Regions from separate parts of the Cricetulus griseus genome. Here region 1 is linked to region 2. The links are chromatin contacts, called in public Hi-C maps. All regions are on one chromosome and are shown on one strand. The core of a region is the stretch at or near the end of the contact, and the rest is flanking DNA. Distances in the headings are between cores, read along the strand shown.

Region 1 (4,169 bases), core at 503-3,002, 62 kb before region 2:
CCCAGCACCCACATGGCAGCTAGCTGTCTGTAACTCTAATTCCAGAAAGTCCAATGCCCTCTTATGCCTTATAGGCACTGCACATATGTGGTTCAGAGATACACATGCAGACAAAAATACCAATACTCACAAAATAAAAATCTTTTCTAAAAAATGGAAGTATGGGGTAGTGGTGGTACATGTCTTTAATCGCAGCACTCAGGAGCCAGAGGCAGGTGAATCTATGTGAGTTCAAGGCCAACCTGGTCTACATAATAAGTTCCAGGACAGGCTCCAAAGCCACACTCTAAATAAAGTAGTTACAGTTAAGGAGCAAAAGCACATGCTGGTAATTCCAGCATTTGGAAGTCAGAGGCAGAGGGGTTGCCGTGAATTGGAGACCAGCCTCGGTTATATAGTGAGTTCCAGGACAGCTGCTGCTATTGAGGAGGAGGAAGAGAAGGAGGGGGCCACCACAGTTGTTAAAATGGAAATAGGGTAGAAGAAAGGATGTGGCATCGGCCTGGCAGGAAACAGGGCTATCTCTCGCCTGGCCAACACCAGTCCACGTTAGGCTTCCCAGCATGCACTTCCCAGTCATGCCTCCAGCAGCACCTGGGTTCAGGTGACTTGGAATGATAAGTGCTGGTTGAAGAAAGAGCATCAAGGCCACTCTGGCCAGGCGGTGGTAGCACACACCTTTAATCCCAGCACTAGGGAGGCAGAGGCAAGTGGATCTCAGTGAGTTCGAGGCCAGCCTGGTCTAAAAAGTGAGTTCCATGATAGCCAGGACTGTCACACAAAGAAACCCTGTCTGGAAAAACGAAACAAAAGAGAAGGTCACTTGGTCATTTTTCTCTGGAGAGCTGTCCTAACTACTCTGTCCCTAGCCCCGTCTTGGTCAGGCCCTCCCAAAGGCCCCTTGCTTCCTGGTGACAGCATCAGCCTGCAGGGTCATCCAGGGGGTCTTGATGGGCTTTCTTCCCAGACTCCACCTTCAGGGGCTCAAGCCTTGCTGCCGTTGGGTTTTGCCTCAGCACATCTAAGCAAGAAAGACTTTCAGTAAATGTTTGTTAAAAGTGGAGAGAATTCCTTCATTAAACAAACATTTATTGACCCCCAGCGACCTTCCCAACTGCAGCTATCCACAGCCTCACATGTTCTCAGGCTGCCTCCCTCTAGCCCTGTAGATCTACTGGAAAGGGTAAGCATGTCTAGCTTCATCGCTAAGACCACGTGGTAGTTATGTACGTCATCTGAGACAAGTCCCACATATCCCCATCCTGGTACCTTGAGGAACTCCAGGTTCAGCCGGGGAAGGAAATAACTTGCCCAAGGCCACACAGAAGGTCTAGATGGGGCTGACTTTCACCAACCCATCCTCCCAGTCTCTAGACCTACTGCCTGAGACAGGGTTGATCCAGAATTTACTTGGGTCAGTCCCAGTTGACCCGACCATCCCAGTGGCCTTTGCCTAGATCACCATTCTGTCCTTCCAATACTTCCCCAGTTGTGAAGCAGGCAAGTCTAGCTCATTCACAGGCCAGCAGCTGGAGAGCCGGTTACCCCTCATTCAGCATAAAAATACCCCCTCCCGTGCTGCCTTGGACTGAGCACCCCACCCCCAGCACCCCCAGAGGCCCCATTCGGGAAAGGGAGGAGGGAGGAAAAGAGAAACCCACGGGGCCTCTGGGGCACAGCCCTTGAGGAGCCCCGGTGTTTGGTTTCAATTAGGAGGAGAAATTCCAGGAAGCCAGGCCAGTGCTGGGGGAGGGGGTGTGCAGGGCAGGGCTTAGAAAGAGGAGGCTCCTGGAATCCAGCCTCCGGAAGAGGCTCCCTTAGGGCTGAGGGGCCGCTGGGGAGTTGTGTGGCCCGTAGGGCTGGGCTGGATCCCAGGTCAGTGTGTACCTTCAGGGTGGCCATGATGTGGGCCAGGTGCCTGTCACCCCACAGATTCTCAAGGCTCAGTGAACAGTGGCCAGCACTGCATCGCTCCTGTTCTTGCTCACATTGTTCTCCAAATTCCAGATTGGGGTGGGGAGGGATGCGTGGTGGATGACAATGCAATCAGCCACATACCGAGATGGCCTTAGCCAGGAGCCCGAGCCAGCCCAGGAGCTCCAGGTGCAAACAGAACCGCTCTGCAGGCTGGTCCACTGGAGACGGTTCCCTGGAGCTGAGCGCTGCAGAGCCATGGAGGTAATGCAGGGTCTTGTCCTGTTCACCCTGCCCTCCTTGGCACTGCAAGTGCTAGGTAGAGTCTTGCTATGTATCTGATGGTGATGAACTCTTCTGGGAAATTTCAATGAAGGTTTCTTAGAAAAGGGGTGATGAAGAAAAGCTTGTAGATCAAGCAGAGCTATGGGTATTCATGAACTCATCCATTCAACAGCTATGGACTACGTGCATGCCCGGGAAGTTGAGCAGATCGCTGAGCTGGACTGGAAGGGTGTGGGCTAGAGGAGCAGGTGAGAGTCAGTCTGCAGCTCAGTGGACACTACCCAGTAAGGTCAGCCCAGGGTTCCGTGGTTGCATAGTCTGCACGCAGGTGCAAAGGACCCCTTTAAAAGAAAGACCCCGCCCACTTATGCTCTCTTTTCTGTTGTTCCCCTGGGGCAGACAGGACTTGTCCTGTCTCCCTCTTCTCTTCTGTCCTGTCTCTCTCTGTCTCTGTGTCTCTTTACCTCTTTTCTCTTTCCTTCCCCCTTCCCTCCCCTTTCTAATAAAACTTCTCACTAAGCTCTGTCTGCCTGGCATGTTCGTCCCTCTGCCTCGGTCACCCTTGCCTGTCATGGAGTCCACCAAGTTCCGCCTCATGCATTATTCCTAGCAGTAGGGAGCCCCTAAGAGAAAACCAGGGCACAATTCAAACAGGAACCTATAGTTGCTAGCAGTATTAGGGAGGCAGAGCTGGCTCCATGACAGTACCCACTCTCCTCTGCCAGCTGTCCGCTCAATGCAGCTTTTCTTCAGCCAGTCCCTGCCACTACTAGAAATCGTGGGTGTCTGGGGTAGTCACTTTAGTGCTGAGTGAGTCTGGGTTATGTCTTCCCTCCAGAGACCAGAGGACTTAGACCAAGTGTAGTACAGGCCATGAGTGGGATGAGGGGATGAGGTTCCAAAGTTCACAGACCAAGCCATACAAAAACAGCCTCTGGCTGGGCACGGCAGTGGCTGATGGATCTCTGTGAGTTCAAAGTCATAAAAAACAAACAAACAGAACCTTGTCTTTAAAAAAGAAATTTTAGATGTTTTTTGACCTGGATCTAAATGTCTTGCTTGCATGTTTGTATGTCAATTAAGGTGACAGACCCTGTGGGATGGATAGCTGAGAGCTTCCGTGTGAATGCTGGGACCCAAACTGGGACCCTCTGGAGAAGCAACAAGTGCTCTTAGCTGCTGAGCCATCTCTCCAGCCCCCAGAATCAATCTCTCCCCACACCTCTCTTTTTCATTTATTTATTTGGTTTTAGAGACAGGTTTTCTCTGTATGTAGCCTTGTCTGTCCTGGGACTCATTCTGTAGACCAGGCTGGCCTCGAACTCACCTCCTGAGTGCAGGGATTAAAGGTGTGAACCACCCCCATCCTCTAAGAATCTTAACAAAAGTTCTTCCCTCAGGTGTCTGGAGATATAGGTAAGGTGGTAGAGCACTTCACTGAGCTTACATAAGACCCTTAGTTCTGTCTGTGGCACCACAAAAAGAAAACCTAAGTTCTTTTTGTTTATTTTTTATTTTTATTTGGGGTAGGGAGGACACACTTGTGGAGGTCAGAGGATGATTTTTAAGAGTCAGTTCTCTTGCTGAGTAGTGGTGGTGCACGCCTTTAATCCCAGCACTAGGGAGGCAGAGGCAGGTGGATCGCTGTGAGTTCAAGGCCAGCTTGGTCTACAGAGTGAGTTCTGAGACAGCCTCCAAAGCTACAGAGAAATCCTGTTTCGGAAGAAAAAAAAATTTAAAATGTCAGTTCTCTCTACAGTGGGTTTCGAAGGTCAGGAGGTCAGGTTTGGACAGCAGTTTTACCTGGTGAGCCATCTGGAAAACCCAAGTTTTCTTTTTCTTTCTTTCTTTCTTTCTTTCTTTCTTTCTTTCTTTCTTTCTTTTTCTTCCTCCCTTCCTCCCTCCCTCCCTCCCTCCCTCTTTCTTTCTTTTTTCTCGAGACAGGGTTTCTCTGTGTAGTCCTACCTGTT
Region 2 (3,897 bases), core at 84-2,583:
TGTTTATTGGAACAGCGCAGTTAAAAAAAAAAAATCAACCTAGGCTAACAGTTTCAAGGCTCCCCTAAAGATGTATCCAAACAGGCAGCCAATCAGCGCTTACACAGCTTTTTCTGCTTGACTCTTTTAAAGAGACAGTGCCGACAGTGTTTTATCACATTTAAAGAGAACCGCGCTCTGAAAACAGTATGAAAATGGGGGAGCCATCCCTATTTCACCAGTTTCTGATCTGGAGTCCTCAATGAGGGTACGCTGCAGGGTTTTTGGGGTCCTCGATTGGACAGAAAGGAGTCGGTAGCAAAAAGCTTGGTCACTCTGCCAACCCCCCATTTCCCATTGTACACCTGGGTCATTGACAATGGACGCTTCCCCTCCCCCCACTCTGGTCCCCCCTACTCCCCAATTTAGCTCCATTTATTTGAAGTTTGAGATTTCTGCGGTGCGCATTCTGAGTCGCGAGGCGTCCAGGTGACGTCCCTCACCCAAACGGAACCAGTGCCCGCGGAGAAGACGAGGGGGGCTAACTTGCCAGGGTTGGCACACCTCAGAAATTTTGGGAGAAATCACTCTGCCTCCTTCTAGTCTAAAACCCCCTTTCCTCTCCCGAGGCTCGCCCGGAGCACGCCAAGGGCCATTTTCGCGCGGATCCACTTTGGGGTTTCCCAAAGTATTTTAACGATCTAGTAAAGAAGCAGCCGTGCGATTTGGCGCCAGCTTCGGCCGCCCAGCTCCGCGTGCAGTCCTGGCTCGGGCTCGGGCTCAGGGAGCCGGGCTGGGCGCAGGCAGCCCAGGGTGGGGCGGGGAGCTGGGCCGGCCGGGGTCCTGGCCCGCGGAGGGCAAGATCAGCGCGGGGAGGGCGGGGGCGCCGGGGACCAGGGCGACGCGGAAAGGGGCGCGCGGGCCAGCCGGGTCCGCGCCTCCCTCGCGGCTACTGCCGCATCGCCCAGTCCCCGCGGCGCCGGCCGGGTGCTCCGGTCCAGGCCCGAGCCCCTCACGCCGCCGCCGCCCCCCCAGCGCCAGGGCTCGCCCTCCGCTCCCCTGGCCAGCGCACGAGCGGGCAGCGGCTCACGGAGGAGGCGCAGCGGGACTGGCGCGGCCGCGCTGACAGGCGTCCCTCCCGGCCTCCGGGCCCGCCCCCGCGCGCCGATTGGCCGTCGCGCCGTCCGTCGCGGGGCGTGGACGCCCGCCGCGCTCCTGCCGGGGCAGCCACTTCGGTTGAGCTCCAAGTAGACCAGCGGCGGCGGCGACGGCAGCGGCAGCGGTGCTGAAGGCGCAGAGGGCGGCGCAGGCGGAGCCGGGCGGCGCGGCGGGCGCGCGGGCCACGAGCAGCGAGCAAGCGGCTGGCAGGCTTCGGGCGGGCGGCGGCACAGCTCAGGCCGAGCCGGCGCGGGAGGAGTTCCAAGGCGATGGGGCCGCGGCCGGGGCTGACGCTTTGACAGCTGGAAAGAGCGCGGAGCCAGCGCCGGGGAGGGAGGGAGCGCGGCGAGCGGAGCGCGAGCGAGCGGGCGATCGCCGGGAGGGGGCCGGGAGCAGGGCAGCTCGGGAGACCGGACGGTAGCGGCGGCGGCGGCGGCGGGCTCGGAGCCCTCTTCTCTGCAAGCCATGTTTGCCAAAGGCAAAGGCTCGGCGGTGCCCTCGGACGGGCAGGCTCGGGAAAAGTAAGCAAGCCTCTCGCGAGTGGGGCCGCGCCGCGGGCGGCGGGAGGCAGGTGGGCGCGGGGGTCGCGCTGCCTTGGGCCCTGGGTCTCTGCCCCGCGGCGGCAGCAGCGGCGGCGTGGAGAGCCCATTGTTGGGTGCCGGCGGAGGCTGGGGCACCCTGAAGGGGCGGCAGGGCAGCGGCGGGCGAGGGTAGTTGGTAGGCGCGCAGCGGAGCGGACGCGGGGGCCCGCGACGAGGGTGGGCGAGGTCCCCCTGTGAGCCGGTGCGCTCGGCCGGCTGGGCGCGGGGGCTCCACTTTGCCCACCGAGTGCGGGCAGGGGGCGCGTGGCTTTCTGCAGCCCCGAAGGCTCCTTTTGTCCGCCCGCGGCGTGAGAAGTGCGTGCCGGGGGCTTTGTTCGCCCAGGAGCGCTCTCCCTTCCCAGCCAGCGGCCTTGCCGCCAGCCCGGTGCGCTCCGGGGCGCCGGGCCGGGCCGGGCTGGGCTGGGCAGGCGGCGCCGGCCTGGCCCCAGGCTTGGGGGACAGTTGTTTCGGGGGGAGATGCTGAGGGCGGCGCTTTGCTGCCCTCTCCAGAGCGCGCCAAGTACCGGGACTGGGGTTGAGTCTGCCCGGACCCCGAAGCAGGGCTACGGCAGCGAGCTCAAGTGGGCTGGGAGAAGGAGAGCCGCTCTGGACTCTTGTGCCTTTCGAGTTTGTGAGACCTAGATGGGTTTGGTCCCAGTGGCACTTGGAACTTCAAGTTTGGGGGACGGTTTTCCAGCTCCCGCCGCTTTGGGCAGTTTGTCTATGGTACCCACCCACTCATTAGCTGTTCTGACCCGGATCCTGTCTGGGGTGATAGGTGCTCTTCTCTTGTCATGGCCACAATGGGATGGCACAGACCGGGCTCAGAGTCGACTGGCAAGGTCCAGAGCGAGCCTCAGTGTGGTCTGACCCTTTTCTCTCTCTCTCTGCCCCTACTCACTTTCCAGGTTAGCTTTATACGTCTACGAATATTTACTGCACGTAGGAGCACAGAAATCTGCACAGACCTTCTTATCAGAGGTGAGTGGGACTCTCAGCATCCAGTTTCTTGACACCCCCCTCCTCCCCACTATTCTTAGAGCCTTTGTTTTCAGGAGCAGCCACTGTGGCCACCATTTTGAATTTTTATCACCTTTTGGCATTTATTGTTAGTTGGTCTTCACAGCCTTTTGGCTGAGGAAGGCCCTGCAGCCCCCTGCTTTCTGCCCCTCTAAGCTGCCTCTGCCCCCTCTTTTCTAGATTCGATGGGAAAAAAACATCACACTGGGAGAACCTCCTGGGTTTCTGCACTCGTGGTGGTGGTAAGTTTGTGTGATAGTTTTTTTGTGTGTGTGTTTTGTTCTGTGGCCCTGGTCCTAGTGAACAAAGACAGGGGCTCTGGAGCGAGCAGGCCCTCTACCCTTAGCCTCTGCTTTCCCCGGAGCAGGGCACCTCTGGGTGCTCTGATTAGGTTTGGCGAGGAAGAACGGGCAGAAAGCAGAAGAGGCTGCAGCCCGAAGTTTTTGCTGGTGTTTCTCTGCCTGTGGGGAACTGATTTGAATTTTGCTATGCCAGGGTAGAACCGGCTTACTTTTCCGACTCACTCTGGGGCGCTAGGCAGGGGGCTCGGAAAGAGTTACAAGGGTTTTTGTCAATCCTGCATGCTGCTTTAATTAGAGGAGTGGGGGCAGGGCCGGTGGAGGGGACACCAGGTCTGTTCTGCAACTGGCCTGTCCCTTATGTTTTCTTCCATAAACGCCAAATCTTAGGAGACATATACTGGGCCTTTTCCAGGGACCCTGAGAAAAGCAAGAAGGCCCGTACTTCCTGTAGAGACACTGATTCAGACTGACTGGACCTTCCTTTCCTCTGCCTCCCCACCCCCCAGCATCCCTGCAACCACAAAGCCGTATTTTACCAGGAACCTTAACCAGCCAGAGGTGGCCTGGCAGGATGCCTGCAGCTTGTTGGGGGCTGGCTCTCCTTATCTGTGACCCTCCCTCCAGGCCTCAGCAGCCTGTGATCTTCTACAGGCAGGAGGGAAGCTTCATGTCAAAGCCTTAAGCAAGTTGTCATGAGTGTGTGACCTGGGTGTTTTGTGGGACTGATTGGTGGAGTCTTTCGAATCCTTTTGAAAAGGAAAAGGAGGCAGATGGCTTTAGACATTTTGGTATAGTTGAGGCAAATGCAGTGTTGTTGGGATGTTAACATTTACCTGACTGCCAGCTCAGGTTACTGT

The links. Hi-C and Micro-C count contacts between places; a contact is called where the count stands out from the background.
Region 1: a Hi-C map of the CHO-K1 cell line shows a contact between it and region 2, with 5 times the contacts expected there. The contact joins the enhancer-like site here to the promoter of Ssbp3 in region 2. A contact is called at or near these places in 6 of 8 Hi-C or Micro-C datasets (the CHK-Q cell line, the CHL-YN cell line, the CHO-K1 cell line and 2 more).

What each region holds. Positions count from the first base shown.
Region 1 is chr2:42,983,209-42,987,377 of CriGri-PICRH-1.0, reverse strand. No RefSeq gene overlaps it. Among named protein-coding and RNA genes, the nearest start is that of Acot11, 44 kb to the left of the region's middle. Within about 2 kb of position 1,752, at least 1 of the 6 cell types and tissues checked has open chromatin away from gene starts, as enhancers often do. A contact at or near this core is called in the CHO-K1 cell line, where this site is marked.
Region 2 is chr2:42,921,179-42,925,075 of CriGri-PICRH-1.0, reverse strand. It overlaps Ssbp3 (single-stranded DNA-binding protein 3), which reads left to right and starts at 1,333. Exons shown (of 16, transcript XM_027402359.2): 1 at 1,333-1,658; 2 at 2,627-2,699; 3 at 2,919-2,980. The coding sequence starts at 1,603.